3 separate regions of the Gossypium hirsutum genome follow, and regions 2 and 3 are each linked to region 1. Evidence: chromatin contacts called from public Hi-C data. All regions are on one chromosome and are shown on one strand. The core of a region is the stretch at or near the end of the contact, and the rest is flanking DNA. Distances in the headings are between cores, read along the strand shown.

Region 1 (3,397 bases), core at 410-2,909:
CTACCAAATCCTCTAAAACAAATAATTTGTAAATCATATAAATAAGCTATCATTATTAAGTTCATCGTAAAAATCAAAATGTAATAATCATAATTTTATAGAAAACTTGGGACTAAAAAAATCCAAAGAACTAAACTTGTTAAAAGGAAAAACAAAATCTCTAACAATAACAATTTAATAAATTATAATGTAACCTTCTCGATTTACTAATCAATCTTACATTTAAGTCAATCCTATCACAGTTCACAATCACTTTCAGAAAGAGTTCACACATTCAAAGCTTGGTGTTTGTTAACTACGGAGGATGATAAGCACAGTTTAAACTCCGAATCAAAGCTCATACTATTCAAAGGGGAACGGTTAATGGTTACAGCTCTCCCAATCAAAGATTTAGCAGAATCCATCGAATCAAACCACTAATTCAACAAAGATCACTATGTTGACAAGTTCAAAGATGCTTTTGGCATTAACAAGGTTTTCTTTTTACTCAACACCAAGGTTCCATTTATTCCAAAAAAAAAAAACCATTAACACATTCTTTATTTTGCCAAACAAAGTGCTTACCTAAACCCAGAAAGGCCCAGACAAAATAAAAACTTACCAAGCCAGCAAATCAGTCGATTTGAAGCTGAATCACATCCTTTCCTCCTCACCGTTCTTCACCTCAGCTTTCCCGAAAAATCCGCCAATAAATGACGAACCCCATAACACAGATGATAGGAAACGGCCAATGCAGCAATTGATACGGTAACTGGGGCAAGTTTTGCTGAATAAAAGAAGAATTGGTAGAAATTCGAATAGGTGAAGCAAACTGAACCCATTTTCAGAGAAAGAAGATAAGAGAACAAAAGTGCAGTAGTTAGGAAAACCCCGGAGATCCTGTTGGTAATTGAAAGAGTCGCAGAAAGTTGTGGCTTATAAATAGGAAGATGAGGAGATAACGGGCGAAGGTTTGATTCTTTGGCCTCGCTCCCAAGCCCTGGAATGTCACGGGATGTGGAGAGAAATCGATTCCCCTTGACTTGATCCATCATGTTCAGGCTCCTTGTTGGAGACAAAGGATCAAACACATCTGCAGGAATTTTTTTCTTGAGGGGGCAAAACGACTGAATTATAATTTTATAATTTCAGTAAGAACTAAAGTGAAAATTTACCTTTTTTGGCCCCCTGGCGCCGCCCCTGCAGATCTGCAGCATAGAAACCGGAAGGGCCAAAATCAGCATCAATTTTAGATAATCAAAAATTAAAAAGAAGGGAAAGAAGTCGAAATGAAAAACAGATGAGTGGACAAGTACCTGAGAAGAAACCGTCAGCACGACGGCGATCATCGTGGTCATCAGGCGTGGCGGCGTTGGTATTAAAGAGTCTGGAGGTGGATGGAGCGATGGCGACGCGTAAGGAGTTAGGGAGGATGTTGGATGAGACGAGCCTCTTAAGAGCTAGAGAAGAAGCCATTGCTAAATGGAAGAGTCTCAAAATTGCTTAGCCTGCAGAAAAGAAACACGGAGTGAAACGGTGGGGTTATATAATGGAAGGAGGAAGCTGCTCTGCAAGAAAACATAAATAGATATTATTGGGCTTAGGCCTATTTAGGTTCGGTTTTAGGGTTTAAGCCTATTTGGATTCGGCGTTGACATGATATACAAATTTTGGATCAATTATGTGGCAATCTAACAATTCCATAATTTATTTCAAATATTCATCATTTCCTAAAGTAACCTTTGGAAATCTATGTACCTATAACTTTAGAAACCAATCACCTTATCCTTTAACCATCCATTCATGCGAATAGAGTATGTTTTATGATTAATCGTTTATTTCTCTAGAAAGCACCTAACACTTAAATATAATTATTGTTTGTTGTTACTTTGTTGGTCATTGAATTATTCACAAGTTTTTATTAAAATTATTGGGTTATTAAAATCGATCTTAAATGGCTTTCTTTATTCGCACTATCTATACCAATCGAAAGCTTTTATTCCGTTTCTCTTCTATTGTTGAGTGCTTTTTCATGAAACAACTTTGAACATCACAAATCTACAAACCAAAATTCAAACAGTTTTTTCTTTAATCTCCTACACTGACCGCCAGATAGACTTGGATCTAAGTTATGTTCTTCTACTCATCGATAGGTACAGATCCACCCTCTCGATCGTCAAATCGTCACTTGGAGCTTTATGGCAGAACTTTTAAAAAAAACTTAATACTCTAGTGACTTAAATAAAATATTTTGAATAGTTTAGTGACTTAAATGAAAACTTTCGAATAATTTAGTGATCAAATTATAACATTTTTTGAATTAAGTAACCAAAACAAAAACTTACCTATAATTTAATGACTAATGATATAATTTACCCTATTTTTTTCTCAGCAAATTTTTTACATAAATTTAAAGAGTTTATGGAAATGTAAATATATAGGAAAATGGCAACTCATCCCTTTTCATCATATTTGATTCATTAATCTATACACCAGTTGTATGATTATTTATATATTTTGTAAAAGGATTGATTAATGTCGAGTATGCCTCGTATTTAAGCATTAATAGTGTGTGACGTCGCAACGAAGAGGAGCTCTTCGTTCCGATGACGTGACCATACTTCATCACGACGAAAAGAAAGCCACGTCGCAATGTAGCGACGTGTTTCTCAATTTTCTGAGTTTACTTTCTTTCAGTTAAAAACTATTTTAGTTCCCCGCTTGAATGTTGATTAGTGTAGATTATTTAATATTATTAACTTTTACAAGCTTTCAGGAAATTTTGTGTTTAAGTTTCGAATGTTCTTATTTTCGGGCTTTAGGGTTTAGTTTTAATCTTCATCTTTATTCTCTTCGTTTTTGCCGATTTAGTAAAATTATCTTTGCCTGTGAATTTTTATCCTCTTCGAAAAAAAATTTCACGTAAAATATTTATAATCGTTCTCTTCAATTTCTTAATTAATTTAATTACTCTTCGTTGCTTAATCGGATTTATCCAAACAATTAAACTTTATCATATTTTATCAACTAAAAACATAACAGATGTTGGATTTGGATTTTCAGGTCATTTTCCAAAATCAATTTAGTGCAATGGACTCAACCAGATTTGACGGCTTCAACATCCTCGAACAGAATCTAAAATGTCAATTTAATTCCTTTTATCTTTTATTTTAAATGGAACAATGGCAATTTCGACGCTTTTCAAAAAATTTAAAAATTAACTTACATCATTTTAATACAAATACTTTTAGCTTTGATCCTCTTTTTTAGTTTTATCTCGCCCCAGTGAACCTTGATTCAATGTCGCTTGCACACGAAACTTAGTCATACAAACAGACTCCGTTGAATATCTATGTTGATAGGACTCTTCATATTTGATTGAAGCTCCTGCCTTTGATGTCTATATTCCACACATATC
Region 2 (3,397 bases), core at 284-2,783, 180 kb before region 1:
ATATGGCACATTATGAAAAATATAAAAAATTATATTAAAATTAAGTGCTTTAATTGAAATAATTAATTTCAAAGTTTAAAGTTAACATAATATTATTTTATTAAAACATGAAAAAATACTCTTATATTAATATTTATTATTTTATATATAAAAAATATTTTAATATTTTGTAATTGAGTTTTGCATATTGATTGGAGACAAGATTATGAGGAATAGTTGGAATTGGGTGATTGTAGATGATTTTGACTGTCGATGGAATTATAGCAATTGTGATATATTCTGCTTGACTATCCCTCACTATATTCTATTATCCACTTTGTCTCCATCTCCACTTAATTCTCAGATAAATAACAACCTATGTATACTTGTAAAACTCAGTCCACTTATTAAGTCTAAAAAGCTATTACCAAAAACAAAAATTATTAATAATTTCTTTTCCTCAAGAACCGGGTTTATTAGCTTTTAACCAATTTTTTGTGTTTGGTTTTCATGTTACATTGCTGGTTCTTCTTCATTCCATAATTTGTATCACTAAGCCTCAATCATTCAAATCTAAACTAAACTATTTTGTAGTAGACGAATATTTGATAAATAAGTCACAATTTAAGGTTCAAAAAGCCTTACTAATTGACACATGAGTGTATAATATATTGTTTTTTTAGGGATAAATATCAAAATTATACACCTACTTTAATATATAAACTTTGATTTTGTGTAGTTATATACATTAAACTTTAATTATCATTCAAATGTATATATAAAACTTTGATTGTAATTTTGTCCAAAGGATTGTTTTTGTTTTAATGAAAATAAATACAAGCTTAAACAGCTCAGGTAAGACTAGTGTCACGGACCACGGTTCAAAGCCCGTGACCATTACAACAAGAGCGTTCCATAAAGGTCTACCAATTAAATAGGGATCATTTGATCCCCTTCAATTGGTTCGATTCAAAAAAATAAGTAACAGAGTCCATCTACTTGAAGCCTTGGTAGCCCAGTGAAGATTTATGAAAAACTAAGGCTACCTTAGTAGATGGAAAGTAATCTTAGAAGATTGTACGAGATTATAATCTGATAAGATTTGATTATGTAATCTTTAGATAAATATGTAAATCCCTTAAATATAGATAGGCTTTGATCTCGTCTGTTGATATAAAACTAGTTGTACAGTTAGATTTGGGGGAGTTCAATTATAAATAGAGAGCCTCCCCTCATTTGTAATCATCTACTGTATCCTATTCTTTGATTTATAAAATATATTGAGTGTATTTACTCAAACAAGTGGTGTGCATTACTTTCTTATGGCAAGAGAATTTCTATTAAGAATTCTTATTTTACAAGAGTTAAATTGACTTAGATAGATATGAAACTAGAGGCTTGAGATTACCCATTTACATGGCTGTGGAAATTGAAGTAGGAAGAATATTATTTGCTAAAAACACAGCTTGTTAATTGGATTAGCCGCCATTACTGGGCTCAACACCTTGAACATGACCATGAATAATTCGGCCTTAAGCTATTTCACTAAAGCCCAAAATCTACAATAGATTGTTCGCCACCAAAACCAAAAGGATAATATTTCTTTGCTTAAAATATATTGTATACCACAACTTTTACTTTTTAGAATTCTTTTATATTTTGGATTTCTAATTGAATTTTGAAATTTGAAAAATAATAAAAATTAAATTTAAAATTAGTTATAACCTATTAAATTTCTCTAAATCTTCAGGAAACTTATCACCAATTACAGACAGGACAGCACCCAGAACGGTACAACCAAGATTTTATTTTAGTGGAAATTGGCCCAGATTTTATGTTAAATAGAATATTTATATATGGAAATAAAATATTCCAAGACCCGATCTATCAAAGCTATACTTCATGAGCTCCCAATTCACAACAATAATGACATCGAAATTAAGACCCATCAGTGGTGGTTGAAAATTTGAAATGAAATACAATCTCAGCTAAAATTCATTCAATAATCCGTCGATTATTGTGCTTCACCTATCGCCATCATATGCAGATTGTTTCAAGCTACATCATTTTATAGCCTATTTACAATTGTTATACCTTTATCTAATGTGGACAGAGCATCATGAGGGGATATATAGAGGACATTTGTGGATGGCACTCTGCCTTACACCATTTGGCCTTTTTATTTAATAATCACCCGAATCATCTTTCACCTTATTTAATTCTGCTGGTCACAGGGTGACTGACCACCTCAACTGTAACATCCTCACTTTAAAAAGAGAGAGAAGTAGAATATTTTTGGTAGAAGTCCTTAAATAAGTAATCTATAAATAAATAATAGTATAATAAATTATGATCATTTTTAGAGAAGCTGTCAAACATGAAAACATAATGAATTATTAGTAGGAGCATGTGGTTAAGTTAAAAATTTGCTATTGAGTTTAGGGATTAAATTAAATAAGTTGGGAAAGTATAGGAACTAAAGTGCAAGTATTCGATTTTTATTTTGATGGAAAAGGCTTAATGACAATTTTACCATTACTTAAAAAATCAATGATTTTTGATGGATTTTAAATGCTATCTTTTAATCATAATATTTTAATACTTTTATGAATATTTTATTAAGTGGATGCCCATCATGATCCAAATAAAGTTTTAATGTACTTATACGAGCTTACTAAGCATTCATTGCTTACATAGTTATTTTTCTTTATTTTATAGGTGAAGCTCGATCTGTTGGAAGTTCGTCGAAGACCTATCACACTATCCAATAGATAATTCGATAGTTTTTGAATAATTTGGCTAAGGTTTATAATGGCATGTATAGGCTGCTTGTAATGGTATTATGGTGTATGTGTTAATGGTGTTCTGGCATGTATAAGCTTTGGAAAGCTATGTTGGTTTGGTTAATTTAAAGTGCTTGTTTATAAGGTTATCTTGGCATGATGATGATATCTTGAAAATGGTTACTTGTGACATGTTTTAGTTCATACTTGAATTAGGTTATCATGTATGGAAATGAAAATGTTAACATGTATAAGTATTTTGTGTTGATGGTTTATGGATATATAAAATGGTTGACTTAGTATGCCTAGGTCCTTGAAGATGATGTTAGTTGATGAACTTATAAAGCTTGTTAAGTAAAATCTTGTTGACTACTTTAGGGTAATTGAGATGTATGGTGTTATGGTATGCTTGTAATAGCTTGAAAGTGATAAATGTGGTATGATTTGGTAGGTGTTTTAATTAAGTATTTATGTTGTGGTTAAACACATAATGGAATTAGTCTTTATGCATGGAATTAAGTAATGTTAACATGTTTTGGTAAATGTTGTTTGAATGTAATTGTGGTTCCTTTGAATAGCATATTGGTTAAGTGATTTAGGTTGTTTGAATTTGCAAGATTATGTGTTTTTGAATG
Region 3 (3,397 bases), core at 378-2,877, 130 kb after region 1:
TTTTCAAATGAGCTCTACACTCTTAATGACTAAAACGACCACTATACAAAACTTACCCTCAACTTTACCCAAATCAGTTTGGTTCCATGCTCCATTTCTCTCTTCAGTTCATCCATGCTCAACTTCTAATCAAGCTTGCTTGGGAATATCCAAGAAGGTTTTGATCAATTTTATTGTATGCTTAATTTTATTCGTCAGAAAAGAAAATGAATAATTTACACAAATCTGTAAAAATTTGGAAACAGAAAAAAAATTATTTTGAATATAAAAAATTCAATTTATGTTTAGATTTGATTAAGGATATTGTTTTTATATTGATTAGTTGGATCCAATTTTAGTTTCAATATTGGGTTATATTCAAATCAAGATTTGATTAAGAATGATTGATAATCAATTTTTAATGAAATTCAATTTAGGAATCATGTGAAAGAAATAAGGACTTGATTTATTTGGTGGGTAAAGATTACGTTTCTGTAGTAAAGAATATGAGAAGAGAGAAAAATAAAGGGGAAGAAGAAAAGGAAAATAAAGAACTAAAAAGAAAAAAATTAAATTGTTCAAAAAAATAAAAATATAGAGAGTAGTTTTAACAAATGAAAAATATAGAAAAATTACGTTGAAAGAAATGAAGAAGGGATAAAAAATTACGTTAAAAGAAATGAAAAATGGAGAAAAACAGAAGAAGAATGAGAAGAGAATGAAAAAAATAAAGAAAAAAATTCAAAGAACATAAAAGAAGAAATTAAATTACTCAAAATGAAAAAAAAATATAGGGACCAATTGTATAATTTAACCTAAAATTTTCGTTTGAAATGATTATTTAACGTGCCACGTCAGATTTTTGTTACACCGTTAATGACAATTAATGCTTAGTGACTAAAATGTTACAACACAATAACGTAGGTGACTAAATCGTAACATTTCAAAAATAAGTGACTAAAATGTAACCTAAGATAAATAAAAGTGACTATTTTGACAATTTACCCTAATATTTTTTATCAACAATTCCATTTCATTTTTAAGCATATGTTATGCGTAATTATAAAATAGATGTGGATAGAAGTTATAATGAAATTGTTACTAAAAAAAAAGTTCAAATTTAGCTGGAAATTGAGTTTTACTAAAACATGAAACTGTTTAAGCAGATTAGAGCATCACCCTTGAGTCTCTACAAGTAAATCCAAGTCATTTTGAGTGTGTGGAGGCCCAAAAGCTTCAAATCTAGGAACTATCCTGGAATTTCCTTACACATACAAACTGAAAATGAAACCCAGCCCATCTAGTAGATATGTTTCGTTTTCCCAAATGTTTATTTTTTGAGTTAATTGCACCGAAATCCTCAAACTCTGACCTTCTTTCAAAATTGATCTCCAAACTTTAGAACATTCTAAATACATCTTTAAACTATCTATCAATCGAGTTCTTTCATTATTAAAATTGTTAATTTTGTAAGATCTTTTGTGATATAATCTTATGTCATATGAAAAAATTTACATGTTATTTAATGGTTAAAATAACAGTTTTAATAATTAAAGGATCTGATTGATATAATATATATAATTTAGAGATGTATTAAAAAGGTTTTAAAGTTTAGTAACCAATTCAAAATTTGTTTGGTGTGATGAACTCATATTTTTCTCTCCCGTGTTCTCGGAAGCCAAAGCAATAAATTATTCCCTGAAAACAAACAAAACTTAAGAAATTAGATGTTTCTATCGCAGATCTACTAAAATTTTCGTCTCAGAAAGAACCTTACCCTGACAGAAGAAAAAAAACAAAAAACAAAAACCATTATCCTACATTCTTTTTCAATTTTTTTTGAATTTAAGAAACTTAGAGAAGAAAGAAAAGAGAAAAATGAACATATTCAGATTAGCAGGGGACATGACCCACTTATTTAGTGTTCTTGTTTTGCTCCTCAAGATTCATACCATCAAATCTTGTGCTGGTACGTCCAGTTTTCAAATATTTACTTCAATGTTCTTCTGGGTTCATTACATTTCACTGCATTTCATTTTGTATTTTTGAATAATTTACCGCTTTAAGATTACAAAAATGGAATTTCAAGGTTATATTGAATGTGGGGTTCTGTTAATTAGTTGTCTTGTTTGAGTTGTTGTACATGGCATTCGATATCCAAACTGGAATCTTGTGAAACGTGGATGTGTAGCTTAATGAAAATGCGACATTTTTTTTTTCCTGTTAGTCGGAAAGGAATTCTTGTATTTTTCTGAATGGGCTTTTAATCATTTGAATGTATATAAATTGTGTATCTGCAGTTTTAGAAGCAAGGATATATGATCATGTAGTACTTTTGTTTTAAATTAAATCAAACTTGGAAACTGTCGTGAACTGAAGACTTGAATACAAGTAATTTGTCACTCCACCATTGGAATCTTTTGCTAGTTGTTGGATTTAATGAAAATATTTAGATAGAGGTCCAAGGGGTTTGTATTAGGTAGATTTGGGAGGGTTCATGGTTTGTTAACCTGAACTTCCTAAGATGGCATCTTATTTTTGCTTGTTTTCCTTCTATCTGTAGCTAGAAATATGTCGGGATTTGAAACAGTACTAGTATTCTTCTGGCTAGGAGATTTTATGGAAATCAAAAGGCAGATTAGATCATGTAGAATTATACTGTAGGTTTGTGGTTTTTATTCTTGCTGGCCTCAGATTTCTTGACAAACTAGATAAACCATATATGATAAGGCCTAAAACTACAGCTGTAGCTGAGGTAGTTTTTGGTTTTTTCTCTTGTTATGAGGAGTTGATTTGGGGTCAATGCTACCTAACTTTAGACTTGCTTGATTGGCTTATGGGGAAGTTTTCTTTTTCTTTTCTTCTTTCCTTTTAAATGTAACTATGGGATAGGATGACAGAAGTATTCATGGGTGGCTATAGCCATTTACTCTTTGGAAGTCAAGGTTGTCACTATAAGAAGTTAGATTTTGATGGCTTTGGATCTTTTATCCTTGATGCGATTTCTTATATTTGTGCAGGCATTTCCTTGAAGACTCAGGAACTTTATGCTACTGTCTTCACTACTCGTTACCTGGATTTATTCACTACTTATATTTCTCTCTACAACACAATCATGAAGCTAATATTCCTGGGGAGTTCTATCTCAATTGTATGGTACATGCGACATCACAAGATGGTTCGTAGATCTTATGATAAGGACCAGGATACATTTCGCCATTATCTCCTTATGCTGCCTTGCCTATTGCTTGCCCTTCTTATAAATGAGAAGTTCACCTTTTTGGAGGTATTGAAATCTTTCTTCATATTACAATCAGGTTGTGTGCTAAATTTATTCTGGTCAACTTAGAAGCTATATTACAGTGTGTTTATACTAATTATTTGTTGAGGGATTATCAGGCTCTATTATTTTTCAGAC

The links. Hi-C and Micro-C count contacts between places; a contact is called where the count stands out from the background.
Region 2: a Hi-C map of leaf shows a contact between it and region 1, with 2.7 times the contacts expected there. The contact joins the enhancer-like site here to the promoter of LOC107897134 in region 1. A contact is called at or near these places in 2 of 34 Hi-C or Micro-C datasets (both in leaf).
Region 3: a contact with region 1 is called in a Hi-C map of leaf, with 2.1 times the contacts expected there. The contact joins the promoter of LOC107897138 here to the promoter of LOC107897134 in region 1. A contact is called at or near these places in 2 of 34 Hi-C or Micro-C datasets (callus and leaf).

What each region holds. Positions count from the first base shown.
Region 1 is chrA10:70,241,201-70,244,597 of Gossypium_hirsutum_v2.1, forward strand. It overlaps LOC107897134 (succinate dehydrogenase subunit 3-1, mitochondrial), which reads right to left and starts at 1,660. Exons shown (of 3, transcript XM_016822480.2): 1 at 1,296-1,660; 2 at 1,155-1,187; 3 at 318-1,072. The coding sequence starts at 1,455. The coding sequence ends at 660.
Region 2 is chrA10:70,062,473-70,065,869 of Gossypium_hirsutum_v2.1, forward strand. No RefSeq gene overlaps it. Among protein-coding and RNA genes, the nearest start is that of LOC121208422, 22 kb to the left of the region's middle. Within about 2 kb of position 1,534, at least 3 of the 9 cell types and tissues checked have an H3K27ac peak or open chromatin away from gene starts, as enhancers often do. A contact at or near this core is called in leaf, where this site is marked.
Region 3 is chrA10:70,372,874-70,376,270 of Gossypium_hirsutum_v2.1, forward strand. LOC107897138 (ER lumen protein-retaining receptor) reads left to right here and starts at 1,628. Exons shown (of 6, transcript XM_016822484.2): 1 at 1,628-1,948; 2 at 3,000-3,265. The coding sequence starts at 1,858.